Linked DNA regions of Mus musculus: all the other regions are linked to region 1. The links are chromatin contacts, called in public HiChIP or PLAC-seq and promoter capture Hi-C maps. All regions are on one chromosome and are shown on one strand. Each heading gives the region's core, a stretch centred on a gene start, on an enhancer-like site or on the middle of the called end of the contact. The rest is flanking DNA. Distances are from core to core; before and after follow the strand shown. Region 1 holds the start of Ppp1r9a (protein phosphatase 1, regulatory subunit 9A). Region 2 holds the start of Pon3 (paraoxonase 3). Region 3 has its middle 9.4 kb from the start of Gm33959.

The links. Promoter capture Hi-C pulls out the DNA fragments that hold promoters and counts their contacts. HiChIP or PLAC-seq counts read pairs in DNA pulled down with a chosen protein or histone mark.
Region 2: a contact with region 1 is called in an H3K4me3 HiChIP or PLAC-seq map of bone marrow-derived macrophages, with 2.7 times the contacts expected there. The contact joins the promoter of Pon3 here to the promoter of Ppp1r9a in region 1. A contact is called at or near these places in 2 of 115 datasets of contacts at active chromatin or transcription factors (bone marrow-derived macrophages and embryonic stem cells).
Region 3: a promoter capture Hi-C map of hippocampal neurons shows a contact between it and region 1, with 2.3 times the contacts expected there. The contact joins the enhancer-like site here to the promoter of Ppp1r9a in region 1. A contact is called at or near these places in 5 of 39 promoter capture datasets (hippocampal neurons, liver, maxillary cranial neural crest and 2 more), 4 of 484 Hi-C or Micro-C datasets (cerebral cortex, myocytes, nephron progenitors and 1 more), 7 of 115 datasets of contacts at active chromatin or transcription factors (bone marrow-derived macrophages, cardiomyocytes, craniofacial prominence and 4 more) and 2 of 9 other capture datasets (embryonic stem cells and liver).

What each region holds. Positions count from the first base shown.
Region 1 is chr6:4,900,574-4,904,834 of GRCm38.p6, reverse strand. Ppp1r9a (protein phosphatase 1, regulatory subunit 9A) reads right to left here and starts at 1,860. Exons shown (of 16, transcript NM_001363809.1): 1 at 1,804-1,860. Gmfg-ps (glia maturation factor gamma-like) reads left to right here and starts at 1,621. Exons shown (of 5, transcript XM_030255708.1): 1 at 1,621-1,787. The coding sequence starts at 1,621.
Region 2 is chr6:5,254,087-5,258,347 of GRCm38.p6, reverse strand. It overlaps Pon3 (paraoxonase 3), which reads left to right and starts at 2,115. Exons shown (of 9, transcript NM_173006.2): 1 at 2,115-2,195; 2 at 3,762-3,832. The coding sequence starts at 2,122.
Region 3 is chr6:4,575,542-4,579,802 of GRCm38.p6, reverse strand. No RefSeq gene overlaps it. Among named protein-coding and RNA genes, the nearest start is that of Gm33959, 9.4 kb to the left of the region's middle. Within about 2 kb of position 1,867, at least 5 of the 459 cell types and tissues checked have an H3K27ac peak or open chromatin away from gene starts, as enhancers often do. A contact at or near this core is called in hippocampal neurons, where this site is marked.

The DNA.
Region 1 (4,261 bases), core at 611-3,110:
TTTTCCATAACCGTGCAGAACAGGGAAAAGTTTGGAGTCTAACGTTCCCAAACTCTAAAAATATGGCTACAGAGGCTTCTTCGATGGTTCTGAGTTAATAGCCTCATGTACACCATGCTCAAGTATCAGTTTCAGGACAAAACAGACAGAAGTAAGTTCTGGAAGGTCAATTAAGTTTTACTGTAAGTTTTTCTATGCATTGTTTGGAAGTTTCCTAGCCAAGAGGCTATTATTAACTAAGGAGTGGAGTCTCCTGGGAATAGATGCCTGAGAATGTGACAATCAGAAATCAGGTATGCCATGACACTTCCTTCCACAGTCCTGATTTGTCTACTCCTTCTGGCCCCTAACTTACTTCAAGATAGGAAGAAAAAAAAAAAAGTGAACGCCATGCATGTTTGCTGTCCTCCAGCCCACAGCTGGGTTTTCTACCAGGACGCCAGCAGCCCAACACTTCAGGCACTCAACGCAGTTCTAAACATTTTTTTTCTTATTATTCTGGTTTGTTTTGTTTTGTTTTAATGTTACACGGAACCACATCACGCTCACGCACCATCAGCTGAGAGAGCTTACACTTTCACTTAAATCAGCTCCAAAACTCGCTTCCTGGCCCAGCAGGCACGCATGCATGCATGCATGGCCCATGCAGGCAAACAAGAGAGGAGTGTGGTGCCTGTGGTTTGGGTTGGTTTTTGTTTTTGTTTTTTGTTTTTTGTTTTTGTTTTTTCCTTTATTTCTTTCTTTCCTTTTTGGAAAGCGTTGACAATGTCCTTTTTACCCATAAACACCCTCCCCTCTCCCCTAGCTGCACACCCCGCTCCCTCCCACCGCCAATTCAAGCACGAGGGGGCGGGGGCGGCGGGGGCGAAGGGGGCCGCCGGGGATTCAAAAACCTGCCCTCACAAAAGACAAACATAAATAACACCAACTTGAGAGGCAGCCGATTGATTTTCCCCAGCCCGGTTCGGGACGCCATCCCTCGGCCCCCGGGGCAGGGCCGGGAGAGCAGGTGACGCCAGGCGCTAAGGCAGGAGGAGGTCGCAGTCTAGCCTGGTGCCAAGAAGCACCTGAAGTCCTAACACATTGGCGGCGGCTCCGGGCCGCTGCCAGGCGGATCCCGGTCTGTGGCACCGGGGGAGAGACGAGCTCGCCGGCCACACTGGAGCGGAGGGAGAGCAAAGGCTAGGGTGACAATCACACGAATGCCTCTGCTTTTCCTCCCAGTGTGCCGGGGAAACAATAGATCCCGCAGAGGATCAAGCCTCCCTCCTCACCCTGGCGCTCCCGGACCGCAGTCCACCCCCACCCGCCCGCGGGTCCGCCTTTGTGCACGCCGCCGCGTCCCCGCGCTCCCGCCGCCCCGCCACCCGCACGCCGCCCCCTTACCGAGCGGCCCGGGCGGGAGGTCGGACTCCTTCGGCGCTCTTCCCCCCCGCCCCCCCGTGACCGTGCGGGGCTCGGCGCCGACCGTGTGCCCTCCGCCCGCTCGTCACGGCGCGGCGCGCGCGGCGGCCGCCTGCACTCGCGCCTCGGCCCCCCACGCGCGTCTTGCCCGCGCGGGGCGGCCCCGGGACGCGCGCTGCGCTCCCCCCACCCCCACCCCCCACCTCCACCCCAGCCATGGCGGCCCGGCCTGGGGACCCGACGCGCAAGCGGGCACCCTCGCCTGCGGCCTGGGATCGGGGACGCCGCTCGGCCCACGTGCGGGGCCCCCCACGCCGGGCCCTGAGGCCCGCGAGGCCCGATGGACTTAGGGATCAGGCCGCGGGGATGAGGAGGGCCCCGGGGTAACAGGTGCCTCACCTCGGCTGATGGGATTAACTCTAGGGCCGCAAAGAGAGGGAGCCCAGCAGCGAAATCCCAGGAGAGGGAGAGAGGGAGCCTCTGGCGGCCAACGAAGGGCGAAAGGCACCGGCCCGAGGCAAGGCCGCCCCACCCCCAAGACCGTGGGCGAGGGGGCTCTGGCACTTAGGGCAAGGCCTGTGCCTTCCAGATGCTGAGGACCCCACAGTCTGTGGTTAAGTCTGTGACCCCAGGCATCCAAGGCCTGGCCATGGCCTGGGCTGGCCTAGAAGGCCAAGACCTAGGCCCTAGTCTACTCTACTGTGGTGTCCACTGGGATGATCCAGCTGACCCTCAAGGCCACACTACTAGAAGGAAAGGGATGAAGAGGACTTTGGACTTTTCTTCTTGTATATCTTTTCTGTTCACACTCACTGGTTTTGCCCTGTTAAAAACTCTCACTACACCCTCTCCTCCCAAATAATGTGACAGGTTCCATACTCTTCTCCTTCATACAAAATGGACTTTGATGGTCAATATAGACCATTGATGTATCCAAAAGCCTTGTAGGGCACAGGTACCATTTTTGAAGAGTCAAAATTGTGTTTTTGCCACACGTATGTGAGGTGCACACATAATCCCAACACAGCCAAGACAGGAGAATTGAGTTTGTGGACACCCTATAATCCAGCCATTGTCTGGAGATACAGAAACAACAGCTGACCAATGGTGGCGCACGCCTTTAATCCCAGCAGAGAGGCAGAGGCAGATGAATCTTAGAGTTTGAGACCACCCTGGACAACAGAGTGAGTTCCAGGACAGCCAAGGCTATTCAGAGTAACCGAATCAGGAAAATAAAAATAAATATATAGTAGCAACAATAGCCTGAAATTGTGTGTGTGCATAGAAAAAGCTGCAAGATCGTGTAACCCTCTCAATACAGGCAATCTAGAAAGAGGCGAAAGTACTTAATATTCCATATAGCACTGAATGTTAGATTTAGAATTTCAGTAGCCATGGCAGGGGTCAGGCTACCGCCCTTCAGCCTGTCTGTTCAGTGCTGCCGCTCTTCAGCCTGTCTGTTCCCTAGTCATTTAGATTTTAAAATTCTCAACCTTTGCTTTAATGCAGAATTTTTAGAATTAGCTCGTAGGCTGCAGGATTGAGGCCTGTTAAAGGGTATTTTAGAGTAGATAGAGACACTTAGGGTACGATGAAGGCACACTCCAGAACACAGCTGGGCATTCTCTGAGGCTTTCTCTTTGTTTTCCTTCCAGTATATACCATTTCCGATATATATCATTCAGGCCAGTTTTGAAACTATTGTCTTCAAAGGATGAGCAAAGAACTTAAATGAGATACTGGGGTAATCCCACAGGCGTGCCCTCCAGGTTTCAATTGATACTGTAAAATTCTAGATCACCCTAATTTTGAAAGATAGGCTATCTTTACTGTAAACAAATTTCTTGGCCTGTCAAAATAGCTCAGCAGATAAGAGCACTGACTACTCTTCTTCCGAAGGTCCTGAGTTCAAATCCCAGCAACCGTATGGTGGCTCACAATCACCCGTAATAAAATCTGATGCCCTCTTTTGGTGTGTCTGAAGACAGCAACAGTGTACTTATCTATAATAATAAGTAAATCTTCTTTTAAAAAAAAGTTCTTGTTTGAGATTTCTAGAAAATGTCTAGAAAAAGAAATGAGGTACTTCCAAGGTCATTTGTGGCCTGTCCTTAAGCTTGGCTCATAGCTATTTTAACGTGTGTGTGTGTGTGTGTGTGTGTGTGTGTGTGTGTGTGTGTGTTCAACTTTTACAGCAAATGTCACTAATTGTGCTGGAAGTCTTGCCTCTCATTGGTAGAAGTGGACTCAGCTCTGGGATGAATATCTTCTTTTCCTTCCATGTTCCAGTAATTTCCCCCATCTTTATATTCTGCCCTAGAATTATCTTTGCAGATACATTCCAAGCCCTCCCCAACCCCAATTTATAACCAAAATAAAAATGGTACCGAACCATATGTGTGTGTACTTATTCTGCACATACCTAACCACCAAGCTTAATTCAACTAAGCCACAAAAAGTTAGCAATAAAAAAAGGGAAATGAGCCAGGCGTGGTGGCGCACGCCTTTAATCCCAGCACTCGGGAGGCAGAGGCAGGCGGATTTCTGAGTTCAAGGCCAGCCTGGTCTACAAAGTGAGTTCCAGGACAGCCAGGGCTATACAGAGAAACCCTGTCTCAAACCCCCTCCCCCCCAAAAGGGAAATGATACAATACACTGCAGTAATTAATTAAAACAATGTTTTCCTAACAAATTATATTTTTAAAGATTCACTTGATTTTTGAGTATGTATTTATGTATCATGAGATAGTACATGAATGAGATAGATAGTACATGTTTCTGGTCTCCATGAATACATACGGGTATCAGATCTCTTGGAACTGGAGTTACAGACAGTGTGTGAAGCTACCAGGTGTGG
Region 2 (4,261 bases), core at 866-3,365, 350 kb before region 1:
TGTGGCCTCCTTTTGTGTTTATTGTTTATAAGATCCCTTGCCTCAGGGCTGATGGGAGCCCTGGGATGTATGCTTGTAATAGTGTGTGTGTGTTGTGTGTTTGGTGTATGTGTTGGGTGCAGCGTGTGCAGGCCCGCACTTTCGCCATGGTAGTGCAGGCTTTTGCCGCAGTGGAGGCGGGACAATCTCCTCAGATTCGGTTTGCCGCTCTAAAGAAATAATGCTGCGTTATGCCATGGGTTGCGAGGCTAAGCACTGCACAGAGGATAGCTTGCTGTTGGCTTCCTGTGGAAGGCATGTCTGATTGCATGAAGGTTCAGTGTCCTAGTTCCCTTCCCCCAGGAAAAACGACACAGGAGCTGGCCAAGACCTCTCTGGGTGATGAGCCCAAGGGATGGTTTTGTGTAGGGCCCCTATGCTTGCACACTGGGGATCAGACCTCTACCTTCACCCAAGAGGCTTGCTTGCAGCAATCAAAATCGGGCCATAGATTAATCAGCATCCTGGCCTTCTGATGCACCTGCTGCATGCAAACAGGACAATCTCCCCAAGTGTGACTTGGCATGATAGAGAAGTAGTCAGTGACGGATAAGACTCCCTGGGCATGTCACCAACCTAAGACAGGGATCAAACCAATGCTGTTTGTCTCCCAAGGACGGGTAAGGGGCATTGCTGCAGGGGGCAATCTAAGACAGACATTCTCTCTGCCAAACAAGAAAAAAGGGGGAAATGTGAGGAGTGGGTGTGGCAGCAGTCCCAAGAAGGCGCCAGGGACTGCAGCTAAGTCTTATGTCTTGCACCTGACTTCCTCATACATCTGAAAATAAGCCACAACCATCATGAGAGCTGCGCAGGTGCACCAGGATACTGGCGAATCCATTTTGGTGGAGACATGCCCCTGCTGCCCTGATTAGCTGAAGCTGCGTGCCTGGTGAGGTGACGTGGCCTGCTGTGAGTGGATGAGGGCTGAGAGTATATAAGAGTGAGAGGCCTGGGTCAGAGAAGGAAAAAAGATGAGAGAGAAAGTTGAAGTGAGAGAGATGAAGACGGAAGTTTGCTGAATAAACTGTTGTTAGAAGGACTGGTGGTCGTGTTGTTCTTGCTGGTCAAGAGCGGACGCTACACCTTAGTCCTATAAAATCTACCTATTTCAAAAAAAAGCTCTCTTTTTAAACTGAATTCTGCTGCTGCTACCTCCTATTAGTAACTAAAAAGAGATGATCCTTGAAGGTGCGATGTTCCCTAAACTCAAGTGTCTGGCCATCTTCAGTCTCTCCAACAGTATTGTTTATCTGAAAGGAAAGTTTGCTCTTCATTGGAAAGACCTGAAATTCACAGAAGAGTAAGACTCTCCCATAAAAACGATATATTGTTGTTGATGTTATTATCATTATTATTATTAATATTATTACATTCTGCTCATCTTCCAGATTGCCAGACAGATGGACTTGTCTACCACCATGAAGGCACCAGGAAGTTCTGAGCCAAAGTTCAGAGCTCTGGTTCCTCGAGAAGGATGAGCCAAAGGGCTCGTCTTTCAGGATTTTCTTCTTCAGGGTGTATATGGAGCAATTTCTCCTCTTACATGCAGCCTGCCAGAACTCTGAAGCTTTAGTCTATGAACTCTGGCTTCCCAGGCAGCTCTCTCACATCACTCCACTGGAGAAGCTGAGGTTAATTGAGTTCTGTGACTTTAAGAAACAAATTTTCCACACCGTGAGGATTCCAGCTTGTGAGTTCAAACCTGAATGGTCCAGAGTTTAGCTGACCTTAGCCTAGGCAGAAATATGTTCTTGGACCGCTTGCCTGGAGAGCCAGCCTTAGAATCTGCACATTAAAGTGGCCTTGAACCATCGCTAATAAAGGTGGACTTGAATCAGAAGAACAAAAATCCCCTTGAAACTCAAGTAGACAAGTGGCTTTGAGCCCTCCATGTGGAGGTGGCTTTGAGCCTTGGCGCAGGAGAGAGCAAAACTCCCAAGACTGCTAGAAAGGATCAGCACAACTGCCAGGAGGTGCAGGCAGGCGGGGCACAAGGGACTGATCAGTGGGCGGGACCCTGAGTCCGCGCCCCAGAGCGGCACCAGTCTTCCTGCTTTTTGCCTAAGGCACCCAGACACCATGGGGAAGCTTGTGGCGCTGACCTTGCTGGGAGCCTGTCTGGCCTTAATAGGGGAAAGGCTGCTGAATTTTAGGTGAGTGGGCATCTCCATGGAGATGGCTTCAGCTCTTTCCTTTCTAGTCCACATCAGGGAACTCCTGCTTCCAACTTCCTAGCGTTTCCTTCCGGAAAGGAGCAGTTTTGGAACCTCAGTTCTTAGTGACCTTCTCCTTGAGACTCGTTCACTAGCAAAGGGGACAGCTGCGTGCCTTTCTAGGCTGCCAGGGTAGGAAAGCCCACGTTTGATTTCTGAAGGTTGGGTACCTTTTCCAGGTCTTCTGCTACATTGCCTTTGTGAAAGACCAAGTCATTTGGAAGTGTTGGACTTGGGGGAGGGGATCAGACTAGCAGCTGGGTGTTTATAGCTGACTCAGACACTGAAAGTGCGGGCCGTTCCAGAACCCATGCCACATTGGAAGATGAGCCAGGAAACAGGGAAGAGAGCTGAACCCCGCGGACAGGAACTGACTTGAAGGGTAGTTGACTTTTTGAAGTAGAAGATCCGGCAGGGAAACCCTCCCGGAATTACTGTCTCAAGCAAACTCAGTTTGATCTGAAAGATTTTTTTTTTTAAAGGTGGGTTCTTCTCCTCCCTCCCCTTATTGCTACTTGGGGCTAAGGCCTCTGCTTGTCATCTAGTTGTTTTTATTCTTTCTCTGAGGAGTGACTAGTCTCAGAGGTTCGCTGCTGCAATCTGTTCAGACACTGATGTCTGTTGGCAACGCTTTCTAGTCCAGCTTGAGAGGGCTCGTTGTCCCGCCTGCTCCCCAAACAACAAATGGCAGAATCTTCAAATAGTAAATTTAAGAGTGGTACAGCTAGGAAGACTAACACTTGCCTCCCCACCCTCACCCCCAAGTGTTAAAACCATACCTCTAAAGGATAATTTTTATAAATGATCAAAAGATAAATCTACCTTCAGTCTTCTTGAATACAGTTCAATTAATATTTTAATTTCTACCTAGTATTTAGAAGTCTATTTCAGTGCAAGGTAAGAGCGCTGTGCTGAAAAGCACTTTGGCTAACTAATGCCTTTAGTAGTGTCAGGTCCATAAGGTACCTTTGCTAAGATAAGTCAGCATAAGCTTAGTTGAAATGAGGAAGTTAGAGCTAAAGTTATCAGTTCAGCTCCTTGGAGACCTCAGAGAAATTTGGAATTTTTTTCTCCCTACTGGAGGAAGGAGGTCCAAAGAAAACAAGAAAATATGAAATGGGTAAGTACAGATTCATATTAGGTAATAGTTAAGAATATGATGTAATGCTGTTTGTTTGTTTTTTGTAATGCTGTTTTGTTCCTTTAAATGAAGAATAGTGTTCGGTTCTGCCTAGCATTAAGTGGGGTCTTATATTTCGTATAGAATTCTACTTTATTCTTTCAGCAATAACTGTGAAGTTAGCTTCTGTAGGCACAGTGGTTACGTGAGACATATTATGTAACTATAAACCAGAGGCGTTGTTACGGCCTCCATGAAAGGCAGTGCCATAATTGTCACATCAGGAAAGTGACTGAAAGACCTCCCTGCCTGTTCCAGGTGTCTACTTGGGATGAGTGCTTTGACCTCCATGTTGCTTTCTTCCTGTTGATTTTTATCTTCTACAGAGAACGAGTTAGTACAACTCGAGAAATAAAGGCCACAGAACCACAAAACTGCCACCTGATTGAGGGCCTCGGTAAGTACAGGGCAGGACCAAGAAGAGGGAGCAGAATTTCTTGGTCATCATTTCCCTGAGTCTACTAAATTATTTTATTCTCTATTACTTCTTGGTGTGGCTTCCGCACAAACAGGATTCTTTTTCAGAATACCCCGATGTATAGTCTCAACAGAGCATCCACAGACCAGCGTCTAGATGGCTTTTCTCAGTATGTCTCCTTAAGGGCATTTCTCCATCATGTGATGAATTTCAGTTACTATTTCTTCTTTGCCAACTCCCTCTCCCTCTTTCCCCTCTCCCTCTCTCCCCTCTCCTCCCCCACCCTCCCCTTTCCCCCTCTCCCCTCTTCCCTGTCCACACTCTCCTCTCCCCCTTCCCCTCTCCCTGTTTCCTCTCCCCCTCCCCCTCTCCCTGTATCTTCTCCCCCTCCCTCTTTCCCCCTCTCCT
Region 3 (4,261 bases), core at 618-3,117, 330 kb after region 1:
CAGATTGGTTCAGTCCTTCAATGAGGAGAACATTTCACTCTCCCTCTGTGGCAATAATGGCCCTTCACCCTCGAGGAAAGAGAGAACAGGAAGTTTATCTATATAGCTCTGCTCTTTTCTACTTCTGTGTGTTCGAGCTCAAGAGACCGCCTTGTTGCTATCTGTCTTTAATGGCATTTCTTAATTTCCCAATATTTCCAAGGCTGGGAAAAGTAGACACATCACTTATTTTTATGTTCTCATTCATCAGATCATTCTAGATGCACTCAGTTGAACTTTAGTTTTCCCATAGTTTCATACTTAGGTGACTATTTTGCACCCTCTATCCCACTAATCTCTGTATCTTTTGCATAACCCCTGGATAGCAAACATTCATTTCTATAGTGATTTGACTTTTTTTCTAAAGAGAATCTAACCCAATTTCACTAAACTTGTTTAAGTGTAAGAACTGTGATTCCCTAAGGGCCTGGAACATTAAATGAGAATTGAAAAACAAGGGTGTAAAATTTGGAAGTTATCTTTTCCCCCCCCAGAAGGAATACTGATAAATGATTAAATTATTTCCAACCATGTAGACAAAGCCTAGATTTGACTAGACCCAACAATAGTAAGGGACACAATAAAACCACTGCCATCTTGACCAACAGGGAAGGTATCTGATATATATCACATATATATGTATATTCTTCAAATATATATTTGCTGAGCCAATTCCTAAACAGAAAGCATTCAGGCAGAGTGTGATTGTGATATATTACAGAAAAAAATCTAAATTGGAAGGTGCTGATCATTTGTTTCTGAAACACGAAGTAATGATCCGCTATAGTTAGTATCTAAACCTAAAAAGAAGCCATTATTTTGTGGTTGAATTTAAACTCTGGTAAAGCTTTTCAAGTCTTATTCAATACTGAGTGACTCCACGGTGACAAATGCCTTAAATCAGTAACCAGTATTCTAAAGTGACTTTTATGTCATTCCTCAGGAGGCAGCCTGGAGACTCAGTGCCATGTGACTTTCAGTCAAGCCCAGAGAAGCTGTCAACATGGAGAGAGAGAGAAAGAGAGAGAGACAGAGACAGAGACAGAGACAGAGACAGAGACACAGAACACAGAGAGAAATCCTGAACACATGGGAGCGAGAAATGACTACCCACATGGGATTCAATTGCTTTTCACATGTTATTTCCCATTGCGCAAGAGCCTCCCCCACCAATTTCTCACCCCCTGCTAATTCTTTCCCCGCCAGCACAGCAGAGAATAAGAATGTAGCAATTGGTATATGTTGGCGGATGCTGTACAGACTGGGACAGTGTGAGCTTTTCTATTTCTGTTCATCGTGAAAGAGGACACATGGAGCAGGGAGCTTTTGACAGCTCTTATGGGCCCTTTGGCCAGAAACGGACTGATACCTGCAGGATCCAGAAATTGTTATTTAGGATGACCTTTAAATGTGTTGCACTATGGATAATTAGAACCTAAATTAGATTTCTGAGAGGCAGTATAGCAATGTGGCTGAGGAACAAGCCCTGGACCAGAATCTTGATTCTCTATCTTTATTAGGGTTGTATCCTATTAGATGGGGTTTTTGGATCGATTATTTAGCCTCTTTTTGCCTGAGTTTCCTTGCTGTCTACTTTATATGGCCAGCTTGTGGTGGAGCATAATGTTAATTTTCAAAGTATTAAAATGTGTCAGGCTCATGACAGATGCAGTTTTAATGTTTACTATTACTTCATAGCTAATATCAATCTTGTTTTTTTATATGCCGACACAAAACACTGGGCTCCAGGAATGGCTTCCTTAATGCAGTGGAGTTACATAACATAGTGTTAGAAACAGTAACTGCAGTGAGCACAGAATTAACATATGTGATAAGTAGGGATTGCCAAGTTTTAAAGAACTCACAGAGAGCGCTGTCAAATGCAATACTTCCTTCAGTCAGTGCGACTCAAATCAACCATTTTCTTTCTTTTTTTCCCCTCCGGTACTGTGGTCAGCAATGTCCGTGGCTTCCTTTAATCTCCCCAGCAGCTCTGCACACTGTGTTTTATTATCATCTTACTTAAGTCACAGACAAATAGAACAGTCACGTAGGAAATCAGTGAAACTCAAGCCATAAATCTGAGTACTCTGAAACAAACACACTTTCACATCTGAGTGGGATATCTTTTAATGGTTCAGGAAACATGACCCATGACAGTGCTGTCCCACAAAGACATCAGTAGGGATGGATACTACTGCCAACACTGCATTTACTTATTTATTTATTTTACTTTTATATCAAACATGGGTTGAGTCTAATGATAACTCAGGTGGGAGCTGCGTCAATAAAAGAAGTTGATTAAAATTTCTTCACAAATATTCTCTATCTATCATCTATCCATCCATCTATCTATCTATCTATCTATCTATCTATCTATCTATCTATCTATCTATCTATCTATCTATACGTGTGTATGTATATATGTAAGAATTCAGAATAGATATTACATGAGGAAAATCACTTTAAAAAAATTCTTCTAACAAAGTGGTTGCTCATTTAATGTTTTGCTCTAACTCTAAGGTTAACAATCTGCTAGGTCACATGAAACCTAACATTGTCAGTGCTAGGGTATTGGATTATTATCTCCCTATGTTTCCTTTATGGAGCCAATTACCAGATGTGTCACATCTATAGAAACTGTAAGTCTACAAGGCATTTTATACATTCTATGATTGATGTTTGCTGTTTGCCTATGCATTCTTGGAACTAAACATGAACCTCAGAATGAATGGCCTTGAACTTTTGTCAACTCTCCTGCCTTAGCCTAAGTTACTGTGACCACTGAAAATTTCTTACTTTTTTATTTTACCTAAACATGTATGTACAGACACACACATTTTAAAGATTAAGTGGTTACATAAATTTTATATCTATCCAGATGTCTACATTTCTAAGTATCGTCACTCCATAAGAACTCCAGTTTTCATCTGGAATCATTTCTCTTCGGGCTGAAGAAATTCACTCAGGATTTCAACAAATCAATTAGAAAACAAGTTTCTGTCACTGTACTTACACGCCTTGCCCTCTCTCTCTCTCTCTCTCTCTCTCTCTCTCTCTCTCTCTTCCTCTCTCCCTCTCTCCCTCCCTCTCTCCCTCTCCCCCTCCCTCCCTCTCTCTCTCTCTCCCTCCCTCTCTCCCTCCTTCCCTCCCCCTCCCTCCTTCCCTCTCTCCCTCCCTCCCTCTCCCCCCCCCACTTCTTTGGACATTTTGACTGAACATGGAGCTATGTGTTGCTGATGCTTTTTCTTTCGGCAATTTGAATTCATGGAGTTCTGTCCTCCACAGTTTCAAACGTGAAATCCAATTTATTTGAATCATTGTTCCTTACCCTTCTTGTTTGTAAGCCTGCTTGCTTTTCTGTCTGCTTCTAAGAGTTTGCTCTCGTCTACTTTGACTTTCAGCAGATAGACTATGAAGTGTCAGCCCGTAGCTTTTTCATATTGATCACGCTGGGATGTAACAAGCCTCTATTGACTGTGTGCATTTTTTCCCTTTACCAACTGTTGGGGATTTGGGGCTGTGTTTTCAAGTATTTCCCCTCCCGCATTCCTTCATCTTATCCCGGGAATCCAAGTATACACACCCTAAATCCTGTGATACCATGGCTGGCTGCTCAGTCTTCTGAACACTCTCTTTGGTTTATTTCAATTTTTTTGAGGTATATTTTGATTGGAAATTTGGGCATATTCTCCCTCTCTCTGCCCCTCCCCCTCAATTACATTTATTTATGGTCTTGCCATAGTGCTTACTCTAGCCTCAAACCTATGTCCCTCCTGCCTCAGTCTCCCAAGTTCTGACATTATGGGTGGTTCTGCTGTCAATAGCCTACTGTTTCTTTTCTTTTACCATCAAGTTCACTGACTATTTTCATGTTCACTTCTGCTTATCACGACACCAATGCCTTTCTTCAGCTTCCGAGATTTCGTGTTTGCAGTGTGCACATGCACACATGTGTATATGCAGGTGAAACCAGCAATTAGTCACATGTCTTTGACCCTAGATTTTCAGACAGCATCTCACATTAAATCTAGAGTATGCCAATTGGCCTCACTGGCTGGCCCAAGAGCCCAGAGACCCCCGGCCTCCTGCACACAGCATTGGTGCATGCCAGAGACCCCCGGCCTCCTGCACACAGCATTGGTGTATGCCAGCATACTTGGGTTTTTACACATGTTCTGGAAATCAGAACTCAACTCCTTTACCCACTGAGCCATCTTCC